2 separate regions of the Ovis aries genome follow, and region 2 is linked to region 1. The links are chromatin contacts, called in public Hi-C maps. All regions are on one chromosome and are shown on one strand. The core of a region is the stretch at or near the end of the contact, and the rest is flanking DNA. Distances in the headings are between cores, read along the strand shown.

The links. Hi-C and Micro-C count contacts between places; a contact is called where the count stands out from the background.
Region 2: a contact with region 1 is called in a Hi-C map of liver, with 3 times the contacts expected there. The contact joins the promoter of PCBD1 here to the promoter of TBATA in region 1. A contact is called at or near these places in 2 of 16 Hi-C or Micro-C datasets (both in liver).

The regions. Positions count from the first base shown.
Region 1 is chr25:26,161,417-26,167,981 of ARS-UI_Ramb_v3.0, reverse strand. It overlaps TBATA (thymus, brain and testes associated), which reads left to right and starts at 4,025. Exons shown (of 9, transcript XM_042240878.2): 1 at 4,025-4,121.
Region 2 is chr25:26,303,833-26,310,397 of ARS-UI_Ramb_v3.0, reverse strand. PCBD1 (pterin-4 alpha-carbinolamine dehydratase 1) reads left to right here and starts at 4,012. Exons shown (of 4, transcript XM_015104414.4): 1 at 4,012-4,102. The coding sequence starts at 4,100.

The DNA.
Region 1 (6,565 bases), core at 2,776-5,275:
ATGCCTGTCACATAAGAGGTATTCCATTGAATTTTATATTGCTCCTCTTATAACTGAGTCATCTCAGCAGGATGATCGCACTTCAAACCATTTCCAGGCAGACAAGAATCTCCCTCTTCTTTTTGACACTCAATAAAGAGGCGGCTCAGTAGTAAAGATTCCACCTGCCAATGCAGGAGACACAGGTTCAATCCCTAGATCAGGAAGATCCCCTGGAGAAGGAAATGGCAACCCACTCCAGTATGCTTGCCTGGGAAATCCCATGGACAGATGATCCTGGTGGGCTACAATCCATGGGGTCGCAAAGAGTCGGGGCATGACCGAGTGACTGAACACAAAAGGCAGTCAAAAGGATTTACCCTGAATTCCCTCATAAATCTTATAAAACAGTGTTGAGGGCATCTATAAGGTACCCCCTTCAGTCCCAAAGCTGCAATCTGCACGGAGATCCGGTGTCCAGTTTTAAACAACACAGTGGTAGGGGTAAGAAGTACAACGGGGGGGATGAGTGGGTTTTATTCTTGACTGAGTCAGGCCACATTGTGGGAAATCCCCCAGGTGAGCTGAAAGCAGCGCAGAGGAGCTGGCAGGAGGGAAGAAGCCCTCTCTTCTTTCAAATACAGTCTCATTTATCATTGTAGCCACCAGGATTCCCAGAAGCATGCAAGAGGGGGCTTTCAGAATGGTTTCAAAGGGGTCACCTCATTCCTGCAGGGGCAAGCCCAGGAGAAGCCAGAGCCTAAAAGCCCTAGAGGCAAGGTCACATTCAGAGGCCACCCCAAAATGGGTCACTGCAGTGGCTTGAGTCACCACCCCCCAGAGGGGATAGGCAGAACTTTTGAAGGACTTGTGTTTGCCTCTGGCTATCCTCCTTCCTGCTCTTCTCCCCAGCAAAGGACACAGAGTGGAAAAGCCTCAGGCCACTGATAAGAAGCCTGGGAGGCTAAGAAAGACCCTCCAATAGGCCCACACCCATCCATTTTGAGGGCCAGCAGCCTCACTCCTTGGACAGGACCAATTGCCATCTGCAGACTCTTCCATTTACATAGCCTGTTTACATCCCTAGCAGCCTCTGACCTCACCTCAGTCCTGTGGACAAAGGATTATCCTGAGCCCCTTTTTCAGGTGAGTCTCAAAGAAATAAAGTAAACTGCCCACAGTAGTTCTCAGGCTCAGGACCCATCCCATCCCCCTCCATGAAGATACCAGTGACAGATTCAGTTCAGTTCAGTTCAGTCGCTCAGTCGTGTCTGACTCTTTGTGACCCCATGAATCACAGCACGCCAGGCCTCCCTGTCCATCACCAACTCCTGGAGTTCACTCAGACTCACGTCCATCGAGTCCATGATGCCATCCAGCCATCTCATCCTCTGTCGGCCCCTTCTCCTCCTGCCCCCAATCCCTCCCAGCATCAGAGTCTTTCCCAATGAGTCAACTCTTCACATGAGGTGGCCTAAGTACTGGAGCTTCGGCTTTAGCATCATTCCTTCCAAAGAAATCCCAGGGCTGATCTCCTTCAGAATGGACTGGTTGGATCTCCTTGCAGTCCAAGGGACTCTCAAGAGTCTTCTCCAAGACCACACTTCAAAAGCATCAATTCTTCGGTGCTCAGCCTTCTTCACAGTCCAACTCTCACATCCATACATGACCACAGGAAAAACCATAGCCTTGACTAGACGGACCTTAGTCGGCAAAATAATGTCTCTGCTTTTGAATATGCTATCTAGGTTGGTCAAAACTTTTCTCCCAAGGAGTGAGCGTCTTTTAATTTCATGGCTGCAGTCACCATCTGCAGTGATTTTGGAGCCCAAAAAAATAAAGTCTGACACTGTTTCCCATCTATTTCCCATGAAGTGATGGGACCAGATGCCATGATCTTCGTTTTCTGAATGTTGAGCTTTAAGCCAACTTTTTCACTCTCCTCTTTCATCAAGAGGCTTTTTAGTTCCTCTTCACTTTCAGCCATAAGGGTGGTGTCATCTGCATACTACAATTAAAAAAAAAGATGCCAATAACATTAGTGATTAGTATTATTACCATTTGTGAGCATCTCTTATGCGCCAGGCATCTGACAGGTGCTTCGCTTCTATCAGCTCATTTGTCCTTCAGAACTACCTGAGAATTAGGTGACGACACCCCATTTTACAGGCTCCGAGAGGGTAATAACGTAGGAGATCATATCTGGTGCCAGGGACTATTCTAAACACTTCCATGTGCATTACATTCAGTTCAGTTCTGTCGCTCAGTTGTGTCCAAATCTGCAACCCCATGGACTGCAGCATGCCAGGCTTCCCTGTCCATCACCAACTCCCAGAGCTTACTCAAACTCATATCCATTGAGTCGGTGATACCATTCAACCGTCTCATTCTCTGTCGTCCCCTTCTCCTCCCACCTTCAATCTTTCCCAGCATCAGGGTCTTTTCAAATGGGTTGGTTCTTCCCATCAGGTGACCAAAGTATTGGAGTTTCAGCTTCAGCATCACTCCTTCCAATGAATATTCAGGACTGATTTCCTTTAGGATGGACAGGTTGGATCTCTTTGCTGTCCAAGGGACTCTCAAGAGTCTTCAACACCACAGTTCAAAAGCATCAATTCTTCAGTGCTCAGCTTTCTTTATAGTCCAACTCTCACATCCATACATGACTACTGAAAAAACCATAGCTTTGACTAGATGGACCTTTGTTGGCAAAGTAATGTCTCTACTTTTTAACATGCTGTCTAGGTTGGTCATAGTTTTCCTTCCAAGGAGCAAGTGTCTTTTAATTTCATGGCTGCAGTCACCATCTGCAGTGACTTTGGAGCCCAAATAAATAAAGTCTGTCCTGTTTCCATTGTTTCCCCATCTATTTGCCATGAAGTGATGGGACCATATGCCATGATCTTAGTTTTGTGAATGTTGAGTTTTAAGCCAACTTTTTCACTCTCCTCTTTCACATTCATCAAGAAGCTGTTTGGTTATTCTTTGCTTTCTGCCATAAGGGTGGTGTCATGTGCATATTTGAGGTTATTGATATTTCTCCCAGCAATCCTGATTCCAGCTTGTGCTTCATCCAGCCCAGCGTTTCTCATGATGTACTCTGCATATAAGTTAAATAAGCAGGGTGACAATATACAGCCTTGACATACTCCTTTCCCAATTTGGGACCAGTCTGTTGTATCATGTCCAGTTCTAACTGTTGCTTCTTGACCTTCACACAGATTTCTCACGACGCAGGGCAGGTAGTCCGGTATTTCCATCTCTAAGAATTTCCCAGTTTGTTGGGATCCACACAGTCAGAAGGCTTTACATTAGGCAATCTCAAAAATCCCATGAGAATGAGCGCAAGAATCATCTTCCATTTCAGAGACATGAGAACTGAGGCTCAGAGACATCAGGTAAATTGTCTGAGGTTGCACAGCTAGGAGGTAGAGCTGGAATTGGAACCAAGTATTCTCGCCACTGTCGCACACCTCTGGCAGCACAGATGACACCCCTAGGGCAGCGCACCTAGGGAGGGTCAGAATCCCATTGAGACCCCTGCCACTGACAGTCCAGGGCCCTTCCACCCAGCTCTCCTGCCTGGAGTAGGGCCGCAGGAAGGCTTTGGATCCTGTTGGCGGCCACCTCCTTTCCTTCTAAGAGACAGCTCTCTGAGAATCAACCCCCAGAAATAGGGCGCAGGGGGACAGACTCCTCCACAGTGGCAGACAGCCTGGTCATGCCGACAGAGCTGGCACCCAGCCCAACCAAACCTTTTGGCCAGTTTTTCTCTCTTTGCCTGCTGCACGCTGGCTGAAACAAGCCCCCAGTTCTCATTTTCTCCCTTGAGCCCCATTGAAAGTGCTGAATGGGAGAGAGAGGAGGAGCCTGGAGGGCAGGAAAGCAGGGGGTGCTCGGTAAGCCCTTCTGCCCCTCCAGGAAGGGTAAGAGGAGCTGGCTAGGGGTGAGGAGAGGGGTGCTGGGGAGTGGTTCTGGAGTTGTAGGGCAGGGGTAACCTAGCAACCACTGGCTGATGCAGTCACAAAGCGACAGGCTTTCCCACAGAACTGACAAGGCTTCCCGCTGTCTTGTCCTTTGGCTCTTTCCTGCTCCAGCAGCGAGGGCTACTCACCCACATACTATAGCGGCCACTTTCCTTGGTGAGTGCAGAGGTCAGCCGGCGGGAAGGCACAGAGGGGGAAAGGGAAGTTCTGTTTCTGAATTGGTATCAGCCTTCAGGGCCCTTGTGCCTGGCCAACTGGGAACCCAGGGGCAAAGGGAAGGAAGGTCAAGGGCAGATGCAGTGGGGCCCAGCCTGGCCCGCTCTGGCAAAGGCAGGCCAGGCCCGTTAGAGGCCCTGTTGACCTCTTCCCAGCCGCTGTGTGATATGGCCCACAGTGGCTTATAAAATCAATGAAATAGTTTGATAACGACAAAACGAAGACAAAAAGTAGGATGACACTATCAGTATGTGTCATATACAACAAGGACAAGAACTGCTTCAGTTTCACGTACACACACAAGTAAATGCACACGTGTGTGTGTGAACTGGGTTACAATATAAAAATGAGTTTCTTACGATGGTCACAGTCAAAAGTATTTTTAAAAGTCTATCGTGTTGATTCCTTTTCCTGTAGGCAGGTGGGTATGTGCTTGTAAATGCCCTGTCCTCAGCCCTGCAGCATCGAAGTGCTCTAGAGCAAGGGTCCCCCGTCTCTGGGATCTAATTCCTGATGATGTGAGGTGGAGTCGACGTAATAAAACAGAAATAAAGTGCACAATAAATGTAATGTGCTTGACTCATCCTGAAACCCTTTCCCCTGACTCCCCGATGTGTGGGAAAATTGTGTTCCATGAAACCAGTCCTTGGTAACAAAAGGGTTGGGAACCACCGCTCCAGAGCCTAGCCTCTTCATCAAGGATGTCCAAACTCCCTTCAAAGGATGCCCTACCAGCTAGTCTTGTCTTTAGGGAAAGATTAGGAGACTGAGTAAGGATGCCTGGCTCCTTGATCTCAAAGTCTCTCCCCTTCCCCAATCTCAGGCAGTGCTGTTTGCTCCCCTCCACCCTAACCTGATGGGAGCCTGGCCCTGGGAGAATCTCTGGGGTGCCCTGCAGATTCTATGACTCAGAGGGTTAATTCTCAGAACGTGCTGATTGCTGCACCCATCCTCGGCACCTGCAACCCCAGCACTTCACTTACAGATTCATCGTCACCTTGAAGTGTCAATTTGGCTTTGCCGTTTATCTTTCATTCATGTCATCTAGCTTATTTAGTAATATGACGAATGCCAATAGAAGCACCTCTGAAACCAAGAGCTAGAAGACCACCAGCAAGACATCCTACGTGCTCCTCTCCTCCCCCCGCCCTTTATCTGCCCTCAGAAATAGCCACTACATGAATTTTGCAGTTTCATTGCTTTTGTTTCATTACCTTTATGATAATTCTGCTCGCTTTTGAATTTTATTTTTAAAAAAGGATCTCAAGCTATATGGTCTTCTGCAATTTGCTTTCCCTGACTGTTCATTACGTTTGTATGATTCATCTATGTTGTTGCATGTAGCTGTGGTTCATTCATGTTCACTGCAGTATAATGTTCAATTGTCTGAATGGGCCACAGCATATTCATCTTCTCTTCTGCCATTGGACATGTGAACTGTCACCAGGTTTTTTAATTCGAACAATGCTGGTTTGAATATTCTTACACATCTGCAAGAGCTCCTCTGGGGTATATTTCTGGGACAGTAATTGTTGGGTTATGCTGGGATATGGCATGTGAACGTTCCATTATAGGGCTTCCCAGGTGGCGCTAGTGGTAAAGAACCTGTCTCCCAGTGCAGGAGACATAAAAGAGGCGAGTTCAATCCCTGGGTTGGGCAGATCCCTGGGAAGAGGGCATGGCAACCCACTCCACTACTCTTGCCTGGAGAATCCCATGGACAGTAGAGCCTGGCAGCCTACAGTCCATGGGTCGCAAAGAGTCCGACACGAATGAAGTGACTTAGCACGCACACACATGCAGTTGCTGGGTTATACTGGGATATGGCAGGCAAATGTTCAATTTTATAAGCTATTGCCAATTTTTCCCCTAAAGTGTCTGTTCCTGTTATGCATCTTCAACACTCGTATTAAGAGCATCAGTCTTTACTCTGTTAGAGGGCCCCCGATGGCCACAGAAGTGAGGGCCCAATTGGCAGAGCATTCACTGCCGAGGTAAGGTCCCCAGTGCCTTCCCTGCTGACGGAGGAGGTGGAGGGAGCTGGGGAGGGTAGAATACAAAGGAACTCAACAGTTTGAGGGTCCAAGAGGAGGTCACCTTCCCTCTGCTATCAGTCAGGCGCCCAGTGGGTTCTCAGGCCTGAGTTAACACAGGTCACAGGCAGGGCCCCTCCTGGGTCGAGAGAGGGTGTGGTGGCTCGGGTCAGGAGCATAAACATTCCGGGGGTTTCAGCGGGTGACTTCCACTGTTAGTTGGGGGCAGGGGAGGTCAGCTAACAGTGACGTTCAGGGAAGGTTTACTTTATTTCTTTAAGTCCCAGATCCCCTAGAAGCGAATCAAGGATGGAACAGGAAACTCAGGGGCCTGGTCACCGAAAGCTTCAG
Region 2 (6,565 bases), core at 2,763-5,262, 140 kb before region 1:
CCCCTACTCCTGTGGTAGCCAGGCTGCCTCATGTCTGTGGCTGCATTTGTGAGTTTCCTGCTTCTCCCCAGAGGTAGCTGACCTCTAGTGGTACTGGCATAAGATCCTGTAGCCCAGACTGTTTCTTGCCCCTCCCCAAGGGCAGAGGGATTTTTTTTTTTCCTCTCCTACAGGAAATGAAGCCACAATGCATCTTTATCTGGGTCCCAGGAGTGACAGGATTTGTTGGCCTTCTCGTGATTTAACAGCTTTTGCTCCTTTAGGACAAGGATCTGGAGAAGATTGCACTTTGGCACTTTTCCCACAGCAAGCAGCAGCCAATCCACTGCTCAGTCTGGGGAGGAGGGTGGGCAGGGGCGGGAGATATTTGCTCCCATCTCTTGCCCTTCCCCCACTCTTTCCTGAGCACTCAGCGGAGGTCCATAAATAAAAGCTGTTCATGTATGCAAACTCTTCCTGTGTCTCAGGGCCCCAGCTGTTCACGACTGCATGCCAGCACACAACTGGCTTCCAACAACATGTTAACATTGTATGTTTCTTCTTACCCACTTTTATGGAGACCGTGTGTCCTCCTCCTCCCTCCTCATGCCTGGCATGGTTGAACCCCTCTGTGCATCCTGCCTCCCATGCTTGCCCTGTGACCTCAACTCCCTGGCATGCTGAAGAAAAGTGATGACTTTGTATCATCTCCAGGCTTTTTTCATCCTTACTGTGGGAGCAACACTCCTTCTGGCTGACTACACCCTAGGAAATCTAAATTCTCCTGTCTTTGAAACCTCTCTTCCATCTTCTACCCACCAGTGTTCCCAAGCTGATGCTACCTGTTTGAGGTTGGTCTTAACACTCCACTTTCAGGGACCAATTTTTATTCAGGAATCTATTTGTCCTGTTATCTATTGCTGCCTAACAAATGACCTCAAATTTTGGTGGCTTAAAAATGTCCTACTTTTCTCTGAGTTGTCTGGTTTTTGTTGGGCTGTGTTCTTGCTTGGGGTCTCCCATGTGATTGCAGTCAGGGTGTCTGCTGGGGCTGAAGTCATTGGAAGGACAAGGCAGCCAACAAGTCTCACTCCTGTGACTGGTGGTTGATGAGCAAAAGTCATAAGGCAGGAATCTGGGAGTCAAGTTTCACTGGAGGGCCATCTTTGTAGACTAGCTGGCTCAGTGGTAAAGAATCCACCTGCCAAACAGGAGATCTAGGTTCAATCCTTGGGTCAGGGAGAGCCCCTGGAGAAGGCAATGGCAACCCATTCCGGTATTCTTGCCTGGGAAATCCCATGGACAGGGGACTTGGTGTGTTACAGTCAAAGGAGCCACAAAGAGTTGGACACAACTTAGTGACTAAAAATAACATCTTGCTTAACATCGCATACAAAAGGGATCTTTCATACTTTGGTCTTAAATTTATCCAACTATAAAATTAACAGAAGGAAAAAGGACAATATTTTTGTGACAGTGATTTGTCAAGTAAATCTTCAAAAGCATAAAGGTATAAGTAGAGAAAAAAAATATAAATCTTATTACACGAAAACATAGGATTTCTGCCAACAAAGAACATCATGGAAGAAGTTAGTGTACAGATGGCTAAATGGGAGGAGATATTTGCAGTATCTAAAACTAACAATGTTGAGATATAAAGTCCTGATAACCAACTTAAAAAAAAACAACACTACAAATTCTAAAAAAAAATGAAACCCGAGACTATAAAATATGGAAGAAAAATAGGAGGAAAGTCTTTGTGACCTTGGATTAGACAAAGATTTCTTAGTTACAACATCAAAATACCAACCCAGAAAAGAAAGATTTGATAAATTGGATTTCACTAAAAGTAAGAATATTTGCTCTTCGAAAAGCATTGTGAGAATGCAAACAAAATATCTGCAAATCGAAAATATCTGATAAAGGGCTTGTATGCAGAATGAAGAATTCTCAAAACCCAATACAAACACAAACTCAATTTTTGTTGCTTTTGTTGTTGTTGTTAATGGACAGGCAATTTGAACAGGCAGTTCACCAAAGATGGGTCATTGGCAAATAAACACATGAAAATTTAACCATTTGCTCTTGTTTCCTGGGGCTCCGAGTTCAGTTCAGTTCAGTTGCTCAGTCGTGTCTGACTCTTTGCGACCCCATGAATCGCAGCACACCAGGTCTCCCTGTCCATCACCAACTCCCAGAGTTCACTCAGACTCACGTCCATCGAGTCAGTGATGCCATCCAGCCATCTCATCCTTGGTCGTCCCCTTCTCCTCCTGCCCTCAATCCCTCCCAGCATCAGAGTCTTTTCCAATGAGTCAACTCTTCGCATGAGGTGGCCAAAGTACTGGAGCTTCAGCTTTAGCATCATTCCTTCCAAAGAAATCCCAGGGTTGATCTCCTTCAGAATGGACTGGTCGGATCTTCTTGCAGTCCAAGGGACTCTCAAGAGTCTTCTCCAACACCAGGAAGATCTCCAGTAACACAGTTCTTCATGTCTCGGCACAGAAAGAACTCAGTGAGAGGCAAAGTGATAGATAAGAAGTGATTTATTAGAATAAATAATGTGAGGCTTACAAGCAAGTGGGCGAGAGGATGCCATTCCCCAGAAGTTAGTGTGCTACAATTTTATAATCAAAGGAAAAGTGGGAAGGAGAACTTCTCTGTCTTTCCTGAGTAGGTGTCATGCTTCCATCATCAGTTCCTCCTCCAGGTTGGGTAGGGAGTTTTCTTGTCCCTGCATGGTTAAGTTAGGTTCACAAATTATTGTGGTTTTTTGGTTGTTTTTTTTTTTTTTTTTAATCTGTGCAGAGAGCATGTCCTAGGGATCATTAACTTACTGAGTTCCCTGGGCAGGATGTAGGTCTCAAGCCACCATTGTTTCATTGTTTGGGGGCATGTCTTATGCTTCTGTTGCATGGTTTAGCTGCTAAGTAAGCCTACTTGGTTTTGTGGTTAAGCAAACCTGCTCTCCTGAGTAACCATTAACTTACAGGGGTCTCCTATACTTTTTTCTACTTACCATCCCCTTGTGGGATTAACTATTTAATCACGTACTCTATCCCTTTACTCTGTCCCTATCAAAAAGGTATTTAACATCATTAGTCATTAAGGAAACTCAAAACCACAGTGAGATATCACTGCATACCAATTAGAATGGCTAAAATTTAAAAGACTGACATGGCAAATTTTTGTGCACCTGTGAAGGTGGGGGGGAACTCAAAGTCTCATACACTACTGATGGGGATGTAAAATAATCTGACCACTTGGAAAAGCAGTTTGGTAGTTTTCCTAACAACTTATAAGCATATACCCCTGCATATGAAAGAAAAACGAAAGCATATATGCACCCAAAAGTTTACAGCAGCTTTAACTGTCAAAAACTGGAAACAACCCAAATGTCAGACAAATTGTAGCATTTCCCAAATGTCCAACAAACTGTAACACTTCCAACACAATGTAACACTATTAAATAACTATTGATATATGCAAAAGCGCAGATCAACCTCAAAGTAATTATGCTGAGTGAAAGAAGGCAGATATAAGAATGGAATGTTTTGTCCATTCACATATCATTCACATACCATTCACATAGAAAATGCAACCTTATCTATAGGGAAACAGGTTAGGGGTTGTCTGAGTTAGGAGCAGGCTATCTAGGGGTTATGTCTATGTTCATGATCTTCATCGCGGCGATGCATACCACGTGGTGATGCATGGTTGCACAGATGCCTACTACGTCAAAACGCATCGAAGTGTACCTTTGAAATATGCGGAGCTTATTGTGAGGGTCAGTTTCTCAATGAGGTGTTTGTAGGAAAGAAAAAGTAATCTCGCGCCCAGAGTCACATAGGAGGCGGCACCGCGCGATGCAAATACTGAAGTCCGCGTTTGGAGCCCGGGTCCTGAACTCCCCCAGCTCCCTGTAACTTTGCCTCCGAGGAAAGTGCTGGAAGGGAACCTCAGCGGTTGTTAATGATTACCGGTGGGCGGCTCCTTCTCGGCCGCGCTCCCGCCTCGGGGCGGCCCGAGCGCGGCCCCGCCCGACGGCTTCCGAGAGCGCCGGGCGTCGCGCCGGTGGACTCCGCGGCCACCTGCTGCTGCTGCCGCCCCCGCGTCCGGCATGGTGAGGGGGCTCACGCGCTGCCGCCGTGCGGGCAGCGGGTTCGGCGGGGACGCGCGGGAGGAGCGGAGGAGGGCCGGGGCCCGCACAGTCTCCCCGCCCAGGCCAGAGGACCGCGCTGGGCGTGCGGGGGAGCCTCCCGCCCAGGCCTTAGCGAAGCAGCCGCGCGCCGGGCGGGGGGAGTCGGGGTCTCGGTCCCGCCTCCACCCTACCCGCAGTGGTGCCGCCGGGGTCGCTGAGGCCGAGAGACGGGCGGTGGCAGGTTCAGTGACAGCCAGCGGGGAGCCCAGGCCAGAGTCCGCTCAGGGCCTCGGTGCCTCGGGCAGGGAGGGGGCGGTGAGACGGGGATGGGGAATGGCCGCACAGTTAGCCCGGAGACCTAGTCCCCTCGGTGGCGCGGCCCTGTCCTATGGGGGCTGGCGGGGGCGGGGTGCAGCGGCGAGGAGACCGATGCCTGTGTGGGTGTGCAAAGCAGGGGCGGCTGAATTTCCCGTGTGCCTCTGCCTGCCTGTTTACTGTCCTTTTCGCTTGCACTTCGGGGCATGAGGTCTAGCTGAGCCCCCTCTGCGGAGCCTGGACCTCAGGGCCAGCCTCTGGCGCCTAGTTTGAGGCCTGTGCCCGGCAGTGGGGACGTGATTGCTCAGGATCATATGCCCTCCAGGCTGAACTTTCTGGGAGCAGAGTGTCAGGCCCTATGCTCAGCTATAGAGATGAAGGTGAACCTGCAGGGCAGCAGGAAGGGACGCTTCTAGACCCAGACCTTTACTAAACAGCAAAAACGTTAGGCTCCAAAGCATCAGGAGCAGCTGGGACTGCGGTGACACCTGGGAGGGCACTTTGGAGACCTTGGCTTGAACATAGGGGAGGTGGTGGGTGAGCTGATTGTGAGGTACACTGAGGCTCCGCAGCTGCAGGGCGTGGGTAATCAGTAACCCCTCTGCACACCCAGAGGCCCAGGCCTGGCCTGGGATTTACTAAGCTAACACTGCCCCTGCTCCCTCTCTGAGCCCAGATCTCAGAGGGGTTTGTCAGTTCAGCCCCAGGCTGTGAAATGTTGGGGATTCCAGAAGACTCTAAAGAGAAAGGGGAGCCTCCTAGGAGCCCGCTAGTACCCATGCACTCCTTTCAGAGTCAGCGTACTAGGTAGTAGCTTCTGATGCCTTAGCTGCCATCTGGTTGCCTGGATACATAGACCAGGCTTATCAGCCACTGAGACAGGGCCAGGCTGTGGAAGAGAGACTGGGTTGAATGGTGATGTAAATCTCAGCTGTCCTTGCTGATCTTACAGAGCCTAGGAGAGGAGACGGACCCATCCAGATCTGTCCAGAGAGAGCCCACGCTTTTTAGGAGGGAGAAAACTGTTGAGTTACCAGGACCCTGCAGTGTTTTGTTCAGTTCTAACCCACACCTGAAGGCCTATCATAGACCTGCTTGCCTCAAGAAGTCTCCTTTTAAAAATGCAAATAATATCCCCTCAATAGCAATGGAGTTAAGTGTCTCCTGGCTCCCCTTGCTGATTCCTAAAGTGGCAGTTCTTGTACCTTTTTACCCTTCAAGCAGGAGAAATGAGTGCCCCCAGGCCACCTGGCTTCCAGTTTGCAGGCTGCCTTATCAAAACTAAATTAACCTCCCTCATATTCTTTTCCCAGACCTAACTAATTCACTTTTAATTTGGTTCCCGACAATGTCCATCCTTGGGTAATTCTACTTCACAGGCCTAAATTCTAGGATCCCTTAAGCTCCTCCACCTGGATCTTTTTACGAGGCTGGAGCACGGACCTTTCCTTTCTTCTGTTTTCCAAGAGAAGGTTCCCCTCATAGCCTGAATGGTGCCAGTTTGGGCTGCCCCAGGGATATTTTGCACAATTGGAAAATAGGCTGAGGCACTGCCCTGTCTGTTTGCCCTTGGCCAAGTTACTCCTGCTTCGGGCCTGAGCTCTGGCTCAAGCTGACAAGCTGACAAGCTGAAAAGAAGGTAGAAATTAAAGAAACATAGGCCTGGCAGCTGGGAACCAGAGGCTGTGTAGCAACGAGGTGGGGTACCCACTGGGAGGTAGTGCCAATAGCTAAGAATCTCCTGGGATATGTTTTAAGTGCTGGTTCCTTTGCCAGTCCCCAGGGATATGGACCCATCTTGAGAATGATGCCTGTGCTTTCACTAACAGGGGAGTCGGGGAGAGGGGGCTGTCATTTCCCCTCTCTAGGCCTGTTTCCTCTTCAGTTCACAGTCACAGTAGGATTTGCTTTTATTCTCTCATGAATGAAAGAGATCTGATTTTTAAATGGAGAGGTGCCCTCTGAAAGCTCTGAGGACAGGCGCAGGGAGGAACGTTTCTCTGCCCCGGTGACTGGCGTTACACCTCAGGACTCTCTGTTCTCTAAGAACCTATCAGTGCCCGAGCCAGAGCCCCTCCTCCCAGTCTGTTGCGTTAGACAAGCTGCCCTTTGACTGTGTTACCACAGCCA